Linked DNA regions of Zea mays: region 2 is linked to region 1. Evidence: chromatin contacts called from public Hi-C data. All regions are on one chromosome and are shown on one strand. The core of a region is the stretch at or near the end of the contact, and the rest is flanking DNA. Distances in the headings are between cores, read along the strand shown. Region 1 has its middle 65 kb from the start of LOC100216925. Region 2 holds the start of LOC100216925.

What was found. Hi-C and Micro-C count contacts between places; a contact is called where the count stands out from the background.
Region 2: a contact with region 1 is called in a Hi-C map of ear, with 2.2 times the contacts expected there. The contact joins the promoter of LOC100216925 here to the enhancer-like site in region 1. A contact is called at or near these places in 3 of 25 Hi-C or Micro-C datasets (ear, leaf and tassel).

What each region holds. Positions count from the first base shown.
Region 1 is chr4:16,844,447-16,851,386 of Zm-B73-REFERENCE-NAM-5.0, forward strand. No RefSeq gene overlaps it. Among protein-coding and RNA genes, the nearest start is that of LOC100216925, 65 kb to the right of the region's middle. Within about 2 kb of position 3,810, at least 18 of the 20 cell types and tissues checked have an H3K27ac peak or open chromatin away from gene starts, as enhancers often do. A contact at or near this core is called in ear, leaf and tassel, where this site is marked.
Region 2 is chr4:16,909,925-16,916,864 of Zm-B73-REFERENCE-NAM-5.0, forward strand. It overlaps LOC100216925, which reads right to left and starts at 2,808. Exons shown (of 4, transcript NM_001143310.1): 1 at 2,501-2,808; 2 at 2,219-2,301; 3 at 1,622-2,113; 4 at 921-1,526. The coding sequence starts at 2,686. The coding sequence ends at 1,163.

The DNA.
Region 1 (6,940 bases), core at 2,560-5,059:
TCCGCTAACGCTTGGGACTGAATTGAGGACCTATGTACATAGTCAATAGAAAATTCATTGAGCTCGGCAGACCATTTTACGATCCTCCCAGTAGCTTCTCTATTCCTCATTATATCTTTCAAAGGTTGCAACGAGGGAACAATTATATGATATGCTTGAAAGTAATGCCGAAGCTTCCTGGAGGCCATCAACACAGCATATAGCACCTTCTCCAATTCTGTATAATTTTTCTTTGATAAGCTTAAAACTTCGGAGACAAAATAAACTTGTGCTTGTTTTTTGACCTGGCCATCTTGCTTCTCCTATACAAGCGCTGCACTGACTACAGAGTGAGAGGCTGCTATATATAGGAGCAATGGAGCCCCTGGCGAAGGTGGAGTTATAGTTGTCAAGTCGATCAAGTATTGCTTTAACTCTTCGAAAGCCCTTTGCTGAGCCGGACCCCACTAGAAAACTTCGACTGACTTCAGTATCTCAAAGAATGGTAGATTCCTTTCTGCTGATCTGGATATAAATCTATTTAACGACGACAACCTTCCTGCCAACCGTTGAGCCCCCTTCTTTGTATTTGGTGGCTCCATTCGAAGGATAGCTTCAATCTTATTTGGGTTAGCTTCGATTCCCTTCGTTGATACTAGACAACCAAGAAACTTGCCCTTCTTTACTCCAAAACACAGTTTTCTGGATTTAATTTCAGACCAGCTTGCCTGAAATTGGCAAATGTCTCGTGCAGGTCAGTAATATGATTCTCTTGCTTCGTGCTCTTTACTATGATGTCATCAACATAAGTCAGCACATTCCTGCCTATTTGAGAGTGAAGGACCTTGGCTGTCATTCTACTGAAGCTTCCTCCAGCATTCTTGAGCCCCTCAGGCATCCGAAGGTAGCAATAAGTGTCACTAGGAGTTATGAAGCTAGTCTTTGGCTCATTTTCCTTCTTCATCCAAATTTGATGATAGCCTGAGTAATAGTCCAGTAGACTCATGAGCTCCGAAGAAGCTGCTGCATCTACAAGGAAATCTATTCTTGGTAATGGAAACTCGACCTTTGGACATGCTTTGTTGAGATCTGTGAAATCAATACACATTCTCCATTTGCCATTAGCCTTCTTCACCATAACAGTGTTAGCTAGCCATTCTGGATATGTTACTTCTCTGATAACACCAGCACTGAGAAGTCTCTTTACTTCGTTCTGAGCACCTTCAGCTTTATCATCAGACATCTTCCGAAGTCTTTGCTTCCTAGGCTTGAAAGAAGGATCCACATTAAGTGAGTGCTCGATGACATCTCTGTTGACACCATAAAGATCGTTGGCTATCCAAGCGAAGACATCTTTGTTGTTGAATAAAAAACTTATCAGGGTTTTTTCTTGCTCATCAGATAACTGAGATCCTAGCAGTACCCTTTGATCTGCTATATCTTCACATAGGAGCATAGGCTTTGGTTGATCTGCCGAAGCAGCCTTCTCTCTTTTGTGCTTATATTGTTGACAAGCTTCGGCTCCATCTATGTTATGGATTGCCTTTGAATCTGTCCAACTCCCTTCGGCCCTTCTGGCAGCTTCTTAACTTCCATGGATGCCAGTGGGCCCTTGTTCCGAAGGTATCTTCATGCATAAGTATGCTGGATGAAGTATTGCTTCGAAGGCATTAAGTGTTCCTTGACCAATGATTGCATTGTACGGGTATTCCATGTCGACAATGTCAAAAACAACTTGCTCAGTTATTATGTTGTGGACATAACTGAAGGTAACTGACATTGTGATTTTGCCAAGTGCCACAATCTGCCATCCTCCGAAGCCACAAAGAGGGTGTGTAGCATCATGAATCTTGTCATCTGGTTCTTGCATCTGCCTGAAAGCCTTTGCAAATATAATGTCCGCTGCACTGCCTGTGTCAACTAGAACATTGTGGACCAGAAATCCCTTAATGACACAAGATATGACCATAGCATCATTGTGAGGATAGTCTTTTAGCTGAAGATCCTCCTGGGAGAAGGTGATTGGGATGTGGGACCACTTGGACCTGACGAACGGTCCTTGCACCCCAACATGCTGCACTCTTCTCTGTGCTTCCTTCTTCTGCTTCTTGTTGGCTGACTCTGAACTTGAACCACCCATGATTGGGAGCTCCAGCTTCGTAACCAAAGGTGCTACAACTTCGTTGTTAAACGAAGCCATCAGCTCAACAGTGGAAGTGAGTTCACCATAGGTGGGCGCCAATGTTGGAGACTTGTTCTCAAATGCTATGAGTTAAGAACAAGACAACACAAAATGTTAATGGTTAAAGACCTTCATCCTTCGAAGCATTATCTCTCTAAGGATATAATGATCTTCAGACGAAGGTTATGAAGGACATACCTTCATCATCTCAGCATATAATAATGAAAGTAGAGAAGCATATGAAACATGGAAGATAATATGAGCAATTATCTTGAATTGTATTTTCATTATCTCATCATGTACAAAAATTAATAATAATGAATTACATTTATACCTTCGCCTTGATAGAAGGTATAAGTCCAAGAGTGACGTGCGAGTGAATACCAGTCAGCGTGAATAGTACTGGAGTACTGTTCATCTATTTATAGGCACGGGACGCAGCCCGGACAAAATTACATTTGTATCCTCGATAACTAATCATAACCAAAACACAAATCAACAAGGACTAAACAGTCTTTTACTCTTTAAGTCGGTGCTGCCCTTCGTCTCAAGGCGTTGTCATGCCGAAGCTCTCTGAATTATAGCTTCGACTTGTACCCTCGTGTTGTGTTAGTTTGCATATCCAACAGACCACAAGCCTGCCCAACTCTCCCTTTACTCCTTCACCGCTTTGGTCGACCAAGTCGGTTCCCATGCTCGACCCACACCGCGCGTGCCAGGACACCGCCACGCGGGACTCGCCTGGTCAGCGAGGGCCTTCACTCGCGCGCGACCGCGTATCACTGCCTGGTGGGGCCGCCGCGTCAGGACTTCCTTCAACCTCCTCGCACCGAGCTTGTCGCGCGGACATCGCGAACTAAAGTCCTACAAATTCGGTTAGTTGGGACCCTCCGTGATCCTCGCTAGCCCTCGCCATGTACTATAAAACTTGGCCCCTGCCTCCCCATCTCGACCTGCCTTGCTAACCACACCAACAAATTAAAATGACCAAGAAGGATGTTGGCGAGCGCCGTCGCGGTCGGATCCTACCTTGGCCGCCGGTCTGGCCTCGGGAGGAGAACGTGAGATCACGGAGCCAGGAGGGTCGAAGATGTGATGTGGAATGGCTAGTATTGCTCTCCAGCGATCACCATGGCCGCGGTGCCGCACTCCGTCATGGCCAGTAATATCCGTACTGCAATTTACGGTAATAATTCCATCCCTAGGATCAGTTTCTTCTTAGCTTTGATTAGCATCAGTCCATGCGAGTTTTTAGGCTCAGGGCGGTCGGATTATGGGGGCGCCGGTGTGTCCTCCGTCGTGGAATCAAGCGGCGCCACCGAACACTAGATCAAAGGGAGACGAGTGTGTGGTAGTCATCGATCCGTGGATGGATGCAAATGATTGGAATGGGGACACCTTGAATATGGGCCGTAGATCGGCTGGTGGACGACTCTGATTAGTGGTAACGTACCGATTCTATTGAGAAAATCTAAATCCATGATCTAAATCTAAACGGGCAGGATGAGATCTCAGGTTCATAAAATCCGAGCCATGGATTTTTGATCCTACGACCGTCACTTCTTATTGTTCGGATAAAGAGTAGTTTAATCATGGCCGATGAGATCCGATCGGACGGCTCAGCGCGCCCCATCCCCTTCGGCCTCGGAATAGTGCAAAAGAGCCCCTCCATTTATCTCTATTTCACTCGCAATCCACTACTATACAAAGACCATTACACATATGTCCGCATCTTTGCAGAATTGACCCTAGGCTGTTTGGAACCTCAACCCATTGTCCTGGGGTAACAGCTTTACACCCGAGCCCTCCCATTTACACTAGTAATTACATTCAAGTCCCGATTTTCTCACAAACAGATCCCTGAATATAGATTTCTAATACAAAATCAATCCAAATCTTATTAAATTCATATCTTTTGCGTTGTAGCTCCGATTTAATTCATTTAAATTGTGTTGGCGCCGTAATAAAATTACCTACACTATAACAACAATATCTTTATCATATTATACAATTTTATAATTATATATTTATTTAGCCTATGTTTAGTGGAGTAATCTTGCTTAATCTTTCCATAATTATAATCTGACTAAGATATGATCTCTACTCAAGTTATAATTTGGATTAAAGCTGAATTAGTTATTTCTTTAGATTATATTTCTCACATGATTTATAAAATGAACGTAAGACCTAGTTTTAATTGTTTAATCACGTAGGTCTTTCGAAAACCAAATCTTTTTTTTATCGTAACTCCGATTTTTGTAATTCTCGAATCTACAATCTTGTAGCAATGCGTAGAATATTATTACATTTTTTGTTCATATGTTTTGATGTAATTTTATTTTTACCTAGTCTTTGCCTCTCTATATGTATTGCTACGATAGAAGCGAGGTTGCGATGCACCTACATTCTACATTGGAGAAGTACCTGGAGTTGCACCAAATAGGCAAGTTGTGCCCTTGATCACTCTTCTTTACCTAATAATGTTTCTATTAATCACTGTGACATGCTCAGTTTGATTTGATGGGACCTAATAGGTTTCACTTGTTTTGTTTACCCCACACCTTGCAAACAAATGAACTATTGGGTAGACATGCTATTGCTCTACCTGGTTTTGGGATTAATGTTATACTGAATTATGATCATGTTCCATTAATATTGTTTGTTTAATTATTGTTCATGATAAGATTATTATGTTAAGTGGAACATGGAGCGACCATCCAGGAAAACAGTGCTACCACAAGGGTGGAATGGGACACCCTTGGCTGAATAATTAGGAAAGCTAGTGTGAGTTAATCCTTTCCTAAAAGGGGCAAGCGGGGTGGAGGAGTGCAGGTGTAGGGAGGTCTTCGAGTCGAACTGTATTTTTAGCTTTCTGAACGAGGGATTCCTACATCGCCTTCGGCCTGGAATCCATAGTGGGTTCTCTCCTTTAGTGGAACTTTGTAAAGGCCTCCTAGTGGATCCCTAGTCATTCACCTCGGAAGTGTCTAAGGGTCTAGCTAACCCTGGCTAATCGGGAAACACGTCTTGTGGGTAAATATGTGCAACCTCTGTAGAGTGTAAAATTGATATATCAGTCGTGCTCACGGTCATGAGCAGCTCGGGCCCTCACATGAGTGATTTATGGAATTAAACTTAATCTGTCATTTGCATTGCATTACAGGATTATTATTAATTTTGATCTCTTATTTATTTGGGATGGTATCTACTTACCCTTAGTAAATGCAAATAAATTTTGACCAACTTTAAAAGCAATGCTCAGCTTTATTCATCTTCTTTGATAAGCCTTACACTTCACATGAGCCCCCACCGTAAGTGAGCTCATGCACATTATTCCCCACAACTTGTTGAGTGATGAATATATGTGAGCTCACTCTTGTTGTACTCATGCCCCCAGGTCAAGGACAGGTACCGCCAAGATGTGGAGCATGAAGGATGTCGCGATGAGTTCATGAGAGGTCTAGGCCGTCGTCTCCAAGTCAACTATGGTTGCAGAGGATCGTTGTCTTCGTATGATGTAATTATTTAGCTATTTTGTACAAAACTCCTATTATATAGTAAAGATGGAACATTCGTTTCAGTACCATAAGTCATCATATGTGTGAGACTTGATCCTAGCACACATGTGATTCGCGCCTGGGTTTGCCCTTAAATCCGGGTGTGAAAACCATGTTAATAATGAATTAATTGAGGTTCAAACAGTTAAGGTTATCGGTTAATTTTCTAACAATGATGATGAGATCAGCCCCTCATAGATCATTGTAACCTCTAGAAACATACCTCGGCTGCACATCTTGATGCCAACTTGAGGTCGATTATTGGAAACTCCTATGATCTTGTCGGAAATGTGAAAATTGTTTGTTCAAAACGTTTCAAACAAAGGGGATCATGGGCAAATCAGTGATCTATCTATCTAATTGGAAAATATAATCTATTAATTGTTTCCCTTTTTATGACTAAACCTTTTCTAGCACCCTTGGTGCCAAGCAAATCTTTCTTCAAGATTTTTGTTTTCTAGATGTTATTGTTTTACCCTAGATGATCAATCTCGTGCTACTTTATTTTTAGAATTCACATCAATACACTTTATGTCAATTTGGTTGTGGAAGAAAGAAAACAGATGATGGTGAAGAAATGATCTAACTAATCCAAGTAATCCAATATACATCATGAAGCTTTTGGTAGTTCTGCTTTTTGGCAGCATTTCATTGATGCTAGAGATGTGGGCATTGGTCTGAGCTTCTACTGATCTAGTGTATGGTCAATTATGCTTCATGGTAGAATGGTTGGAACCTATCAACAAGATCAAAGGTATCCATATTGATCCCCTTCCTACTAAATCTTAATCTGAGAAGAAACTCCTAAACCCCTGCCGAGTTCGTGTTTAAGGGAATTTTGACGAACTGTAGACAAACCTAACAGCGTTCTGGCCGGGATACCATGGTAGCATTCAAAAGGGCAACACCGTCAGCATCACCATCACACATGGGTTATGAAACATGAACAATTTGAACATATTACCTCCTAGGGAAGGCTCACCACAGGGAGGTGGGTGTTTCAGTGGGTGTGGTCACCACTGCTTGGGCTCATCTTGCGTTCACGCTTTCACAGGGACATAGAGGGGTGGAGGAGGATTGAGGACTTAACCTAGATGTATGTGAGTGGGGTGGCGCGGTGGAGAAAGCATGGAATCAGCTAGAGCTCGGTGGAGTTCAGTTTGTGCTTTCATATGCCATAACAAGGAATAGTTGTTGCAACCAAGTTGGGGCTTCTTTGGGG
Region 2 (6,940 bases), core at 1,558-4,057, 64 kb after region 1:
TTAATTGTGATCTCTTATTTATTTGAGTTGGATCTACTTATACTTAGTAACTGCTAATAAAATTTTGACCAACTCTAAAAGCAATGCTCAGCTTTAACCATCTCTATTGATAATCCTTACACTTCACATGAGCTCCACTGTAAGTAAGCTCATGTACATTATTTCCCACAACTTGTTGAGTGATGAACGTATGTGAGCTCACCCTTACTGTACTCACATCCTCAGGTCAAGAATAGGTACCACAAGATAAGGAGCATAAAGGATGCCGCGATGAGTTCGTGAGAGGTTTAGGTCATCGTCTCTCAATCAACTGTGGTTGTTGGATCGTCGTCTTTGTATGATGTAATTATTTAGTTATTTTGTACATAACTCTTATTATATAGTAAAGATGTGACATTCGTTCATGTACCATGAGTTATCATTTGTGTGAGATTTGTTCTCAGCAGATATTTGATTCGCGTTCGGATTGACCATTAAATCCGGGTGTGACAATGGATTACCATCTCGCTCGGTAAGCAGCGGTTTCTAATAAAATTCTCCGTTACCGCTACTCACCGAGAAACGAAACTGGTTTGGTTTTAGCTGTATTCAGGTTTAGAATTTGAAAATATGAAAGTCAAGTTTTGATCAACAAAACGGTTTTCGAAAATTATAAAACGAAATTGTAACCCTTCACAGCCACGGAGCTACCTGTGCAAGCTACATAGGCTTCGGTAGAAATATGACACCACAGTGTAGAAAAAGAAGCTTACATGTGGACCCATAAAACTAGTCGGAGAAGTATTCGTTTGACTTCGTCAATACCTAGCTGTTACACTGCTTTTTCAGAAGCCAACTAACGTCTGGTTTCTGCCTGCGTTGGCCTTGCCACCATGAACAATCCATTCATCAAAACGAAAACAAGACACCCACAAAAGATCGAGTACAACTTTGAGTTTCAAGGCAACATTATATAAAGCTGACCCCAACCTTTTGCCTTCAAGTCCAGAGAATTCAAGAAAGTACGGAGCCTATATTACATTACATAAACCAGGTAGCATATCACCCGCGATCAGGCCATCACCATAAACTTTCTCACTGAAAGCGTGCCAACACCAACAGTAGATTCAGAAACCGCAGTGCAGAGCTACCTAGCACATCTGTTCTTCGGCAGGACGATGGACTAGCCGAACTTGTTCTCAATGTCAGTGGCCTCGAGCTCGCCTTCCTGGTGCAACAGCTTCACCATGGCCATGAGCAGCTCGGGCCACTCGCAGTACAGGGCCTCCTCGATGCCGTCGTCGTCCTTGTGCTCATGCAGGTGGCTCCTCACATTCCTGTTGAGCCGCAGCATGTCGGACTGGTGCGTTCCCTTGTACTCGTGCTGGACGTTCATGACCCACTGGTTGATCCGCTTGTTCGCCCTGGCCGTATCCAGCCAGTCGCTCTGGTAGGGGAGCCCGGAGAGGATCCTCCTCTTCTTCTGTCGGTCCGTGCGGCCGAGGTACTTCACGATCCTGTCGTGCAGCATCAGGAAGGCCTCCGTGCTGCGAAAATGTAGAATCACACAAGTAACAGAAATGAGCCTGCTTTTCTTCTTCTTCTTCTTCAAAATGGCAGTCGTCGGAAACAAAATTCTCACCGGTTTTTCATCGGCAGCAGCGCGGCGTTGTTGACGATCAAGAACTCGTCTTCCATGGCGAGGGTGTCCCTCCCCAGGAGCGCGAGGAACTCGCGGTAGTCGGGAGGCAGCCTGGCGATGGCGGTATCACCCCCACCGGAGATTCTGATGATCGCGTGCAGGAGCCTGGACAGCTGCCTGTAGTCGTCTCTCACGCGCTCGATGCCGAAGCCCTTGGCGGTGAAGCTGACGCCTCTTAGCTTGACGCTGCCACCGGTGCTCCCGATCCAGACATTAGACACCTGCAGGGGCGTGGCGAGGTGCTTGCCGACGGCGTGGTGGCTCCTCAAGATCAGCGCGAGCTTTCGCGTGATCCTTGTGGCCTTGTCGGATAGCCGCCAGAACTTCCTGGTGGTTCCCAGCACCGGCACCTGGATCAGCAGCGGGTTCGCCTTGGCGTAGCTCTTGGCGCTGCACAGGCCCTCGGCAGACGATTCGTCGATGTCCTCGGTGCTGTGTGTGAACAAAGGTAGATAGATAGATAGATAGCGAAATGAGCTAGTGCGTTGCAATAATTATCTGAGGGACGAAGCAACAAAGAGCAGAGCAGCGTCTCACTTGGATTCATACTTAGAAGCCACCGGTCTTCTGTCATGAACCCCACTGCTCCTCTGCTGGTGCCCGGCGTTTGGACCAGCAGCCTGCCAGAAATTACCCAATCGCGCCCAACATTCAAATCACAAGATTGTAGCAACTGCTCTGGCTCAGTCACAAACTCACATTCACAAATAGATGCACACACACACACAGTAGCCAGGGAGTAGGGAGTAGGGACACAGAAAAGGGGAAGGGAAACAAAGGAACAGCACAGTATGCATGTCACTGGATGTGGATTGAAACCTGCGTGACGGGGACGAAGGTTACGAAGCCATGGGGGGCTGCTAGACCCTGCTGATGAGCAGCGGCCGGTGGATGTGGATCGCCACCACTGTAGGACTGCGGCTGGTAGTAGGGGTAGCGGTCTCTGCGCCCGTGGAAGTGGTGGCCTTCTTCTTCTCCCGTGAAGCACTTGAGGGCGTTCCCCATGGAGGAGGAGGATCACTATACCTACCTGCTGTTGCTGCTTTTCGCAGTTTCGCTTGTTCAGCCGTCGGAGGTGAGGAAAGAAGAGAAGAGAGAGAGAGAGAGAGAGAGAGAGAGAGAGAGGCAGGAAAGGAGTGGTGTGGTACTGGTAGTCTGGTACTGTACAAGAAGGAAGGAAAAACAAATAAAGAAGACTTGACCTAAGACCTTGCACTGTTCATGGTGGATTGACGGGACAAGGACAACTACCCCATGGTATGATAGAGCTTGACTTTGAGATGACCATTCCATATCTCTACTTTTATGTTCTTTTTTAGCAGAAGTATCGGTTCTAGCTGCGAGTGGGACTTTGGGCCATGCGGCTAAATTTTTGTTTAGTGCGCGTGACCTCATAATTATCAGCGCGCGCTTTATCTGCATTGGTATGGTAAGAAATTCAGGGGACTTTTGGTTCACTTCCGGTTCAAGCCTGGCTCTGAATTTCAGGGCCGCTCTCGTTTGCTTGTATTGTATCTGAGCAACTCCGAGAGATCACTAATTTTCCCCCCCAAAATCTGTTATTGGGGATTGTTGAAAAACAAAACGTTGCTAAAAATTAAAACCACATCAGTCTGCTAAAAAAGTGATCTCTAAAATGTTTGAACATCAATTTAGGCCTATTGGGCGGCCTACGCGCCTGCAGATATTAAATGCAGATATAAATAAAGCAAACATATTTTTGTTGAAACCAAACCACATAAACAATCGGACAAAGCATTTAGACTACTGAATCGACATGTAGCAGCTTATTTCAGTCACCCATCAACATCTACCTGGCCTCCCAGCCGAAGAACCAACGAAGAATTCAATTGTTGTACAATTATTAGACGGTCTCCAGCAACGTTCCTTAAATTTCGTCTCATAAAAGAATATTTTATGTCCTTTATAGCCTTCTCTAAAAAATTTTGTGCTCTATATCTTCATCTCTAGCAACATCCCTAAGGAGTTGTTTGTTGGTCTTATTTTGGTCTGTAACCATTTTCACCGGAATCCGACCCCGTTCCTTTTGTTTGTTTAGGACGGTTCGTGATCCATCGCGGTAGGAGTCGGCTCCATCCCATTCCATCTCATTACCGGTTCACGGCGCAGTCAGATCCCTCGACGCTACGGCCGTGCCTTGACTCTCCACCACGCGACTCCACCCGACTCTTCTCGACGCGACTGCAGAGCGACGATGAGAGGCGCCGCCATCGCACAATCCACCGTCTCACCTCCTGGTGCGTCCTCTCTCCTCTCCCTCTGAATTTCAGGGCCGCTCTCGTTTGCTTCGATGATATATTTTCATTTAAAAAAAATTCTCCTCGATTGTATAAAAAAATCATTTATGTGTGCTGAAATCCAGTCATGGAGTCATGAAAATAATAAAATTACATCACCTACATTGTGATAATCACAATCCCTAAAACCTATTGCAATGTTGGTCATCGAAACTAATCAGGGAAATAGATATAGAGAACAATAGGGGGTTGTGTTCATTCAATTGTATATGCACGCATATAAAGAATGTCTAAAGTAATGCCGGCTCACCAGTCGAAAGACACTTTCAACAGGAATCGAGACCGGCGACCCAATTGAAGACGAAGACGGAGGCTGCAACAGGCTTCGCTTTCTCTGCTCGATACGAGCTTGGAGGACGGTGTTTGGTGATGGCGACTTGGGACGAATCATCGGTGGAGTTGGTCGTCGCTGCTAGCTTGCACTTGCGAGGATCTTCGTCGTTGGCTCCACCTGAGACGAGCGATCCACCGTCGGGCCCGCTCGACTCCGGTCGCCTCGAGCCTAGCTTCGCGTCCAACTTCGACCAAGCATGTTGGGAACGAACAGGCGTTGTAGAGAGAACAGTTGTGACGGGAAGGAAGAACAAAAGGGAAGTTTCCACCCTGGTGCGGGAGGGAGAAGCGGCCAGCGTGTAGCGAACATCCGAGATCCACCACATTTAACGTCTCCTTCGCCTTGTAGGCTAACCATGTGGCTCAAAATCTCTTCTCGATGGTTGTTGCATTGGAGATGGGGATGGGACCACCACCCTATTTTCGAAACATAGGTGGATGTAGGGACAATGTTTGGAAGACTTGGCTCCCAATATAGTCTCATAGATTCTAAAAAGAATCATCAATAGGCGAACAGTAGATGAGGCTTTAACAGGAAGCACGTGGGTTAGTGACATTCGGGGTAATGTTTCTTGGATAGTGATCCAAGAATTTATGCAGTTGTGGAGCTGTGTTGTTGAGGAAGAGTTTATATATCCTTGCCGTCGTTGATCGACATATATGTAGGTTATCTAGTTCAAAGGCATATTATGCTGAAACTGCTTATGAAGCCAAGGTGATCTCTCTTTTGAGGCTTGGGACAAGATCTGGAAATCATGGGCACCCTCTAAATGTGCCTTCTTCTTCTTCTGTCTTGTAGCGTATAGCAGGTGCTAGACGGCGGAGCAGTTAGAAAAAAGAAATCTGCCACATGCACCTTCTTACTTGTTGAGTGATTAAGAGAAGGAAACAATCGACGACCTGTTAGTAGGATGTGTTTTCTAAAGGCAATTATGGTTCTATGTGCTCCAAAGAGTGGGTCTTGGTGGCTTGGCTCCATAACTAGTTGATCTAAATTTCTTTGGCTAGTGGAATAAAGCTTCTAACTCAATGGATAGCATGCTTAGAAGAGGGCTTAACTCCCTGGTCATCATGGGTGTTTAGATCATTTGGAGGCACAAAAACAGTTGTGTCTTTGATGGGGTCTCTCCTAATCTGTCCACAGTGTTAGTTTTGGCCAGAAATGAGTTCTGAAAGTGGGATACGGCTAGTGCAAGAGGCATCTCTGCCCTTGCAGTAGTGGTGCAGGGTGTGGAGGGTTGATCCTTCGCATGATAGTTAGGTCGCCTTTCTTAATCGCAGGCGCTTATGTAATTTGTTCCTTTGGTGTGGCGTGAGTGCGTGTGTGGATGTCTCTGTAACCCATTCTTCTTCTTTTAATGAAATGATATGCATCTCTCCTACGCGTTTGAGAAAAAAACTATTGTTTTTGAACTTGCAATGCTAATGTATCACAACCTGTTGGTGACCGGAAGCAGAACCAGCAGTGATGACTACATAATTGCAGTGGCGGACCTACAGGGCATGCCAGGTGGGCCGTGGCATACCCTGTAGAATCTAGCCCACCTATACATATAGTTCCATTTGCAACCCAATAAACCAGTGGAATACGTAAATACGACGATGGCTCTTCGTCTATTCTGCTTCCGCTGTTCCTCCTTCGGCGCTGCGACTACAACAGCTGCGATCGTCGATCAGCGATCTGCCCTTGGCGTGTGTGGCTCGAGTGGGAGTGGACGAGTGGCCGGTGGCTGTCTGCAGTCTGCTTGAGTGCTTGGTCGACGCACGACGCAGCGACGCGCCGACAGCCATCAGTCGTCACTTCGTCCGTCCGTCAGCGGTGAGCGGGCAGCTGCAAGGCGGAGCCCGCAGCCGAGCACTAGAAGCGTCGCAGCCGCACCGCAACAAGGCATTGAAGGCAACGAGCATACAGAGGACAATCCAGAATTCCTGATGTCCGTAAGTCAATCCAGAATTCCAGAGGACAGAGGTCCGTAAGTTTTGATACTCATTCAACAAATTGCAAATTAAATAATTAATATGGATTGCACTTTTGTAGTTTTACCCCCTTGCAGATGCAGACTGATTAGTGGTTACACGCATACCTCATAGAAATAGAAGGTAACCCCAATTCATCCCCTGATTAGCAATGGCCACTCAAAATCAGGTTGCGGCTATCTGCTAATTTTGCATTTTTATTGCAGCCATACTTCGGAAACAAAAATAACTCATAAATTATTCTAGCATATAGAGTATTTCATTGAATGTTAATGCATCGCCTATTTTGTTTTGTAGAATTATTGAATTATGAAGAGGAATGGAGACATCACATCTCTTTTTTCAGAAATATTCATCAAAGAAGGTTGTTGTTTCATCGTCTCCAGCTGCAACTGTGGTGGAAGATGAACCTCAAGTGCAGGAGAGAGTTACTGAAGAAATTATGAACCCTGTACCATCTTCTCCGCCATCAATTCCAACTAATGATGTCTCGCCGCAGCCAACACCGGTTTTATGATATCAATCGCCTTCCACATGATCCAGGTGAAAGAATGCCCATCCAAAGTTACCCTATTAATGATCAAGATGCAGTTCGTAGATTATATATTCTTAAAGGTCCATTCCAACCATA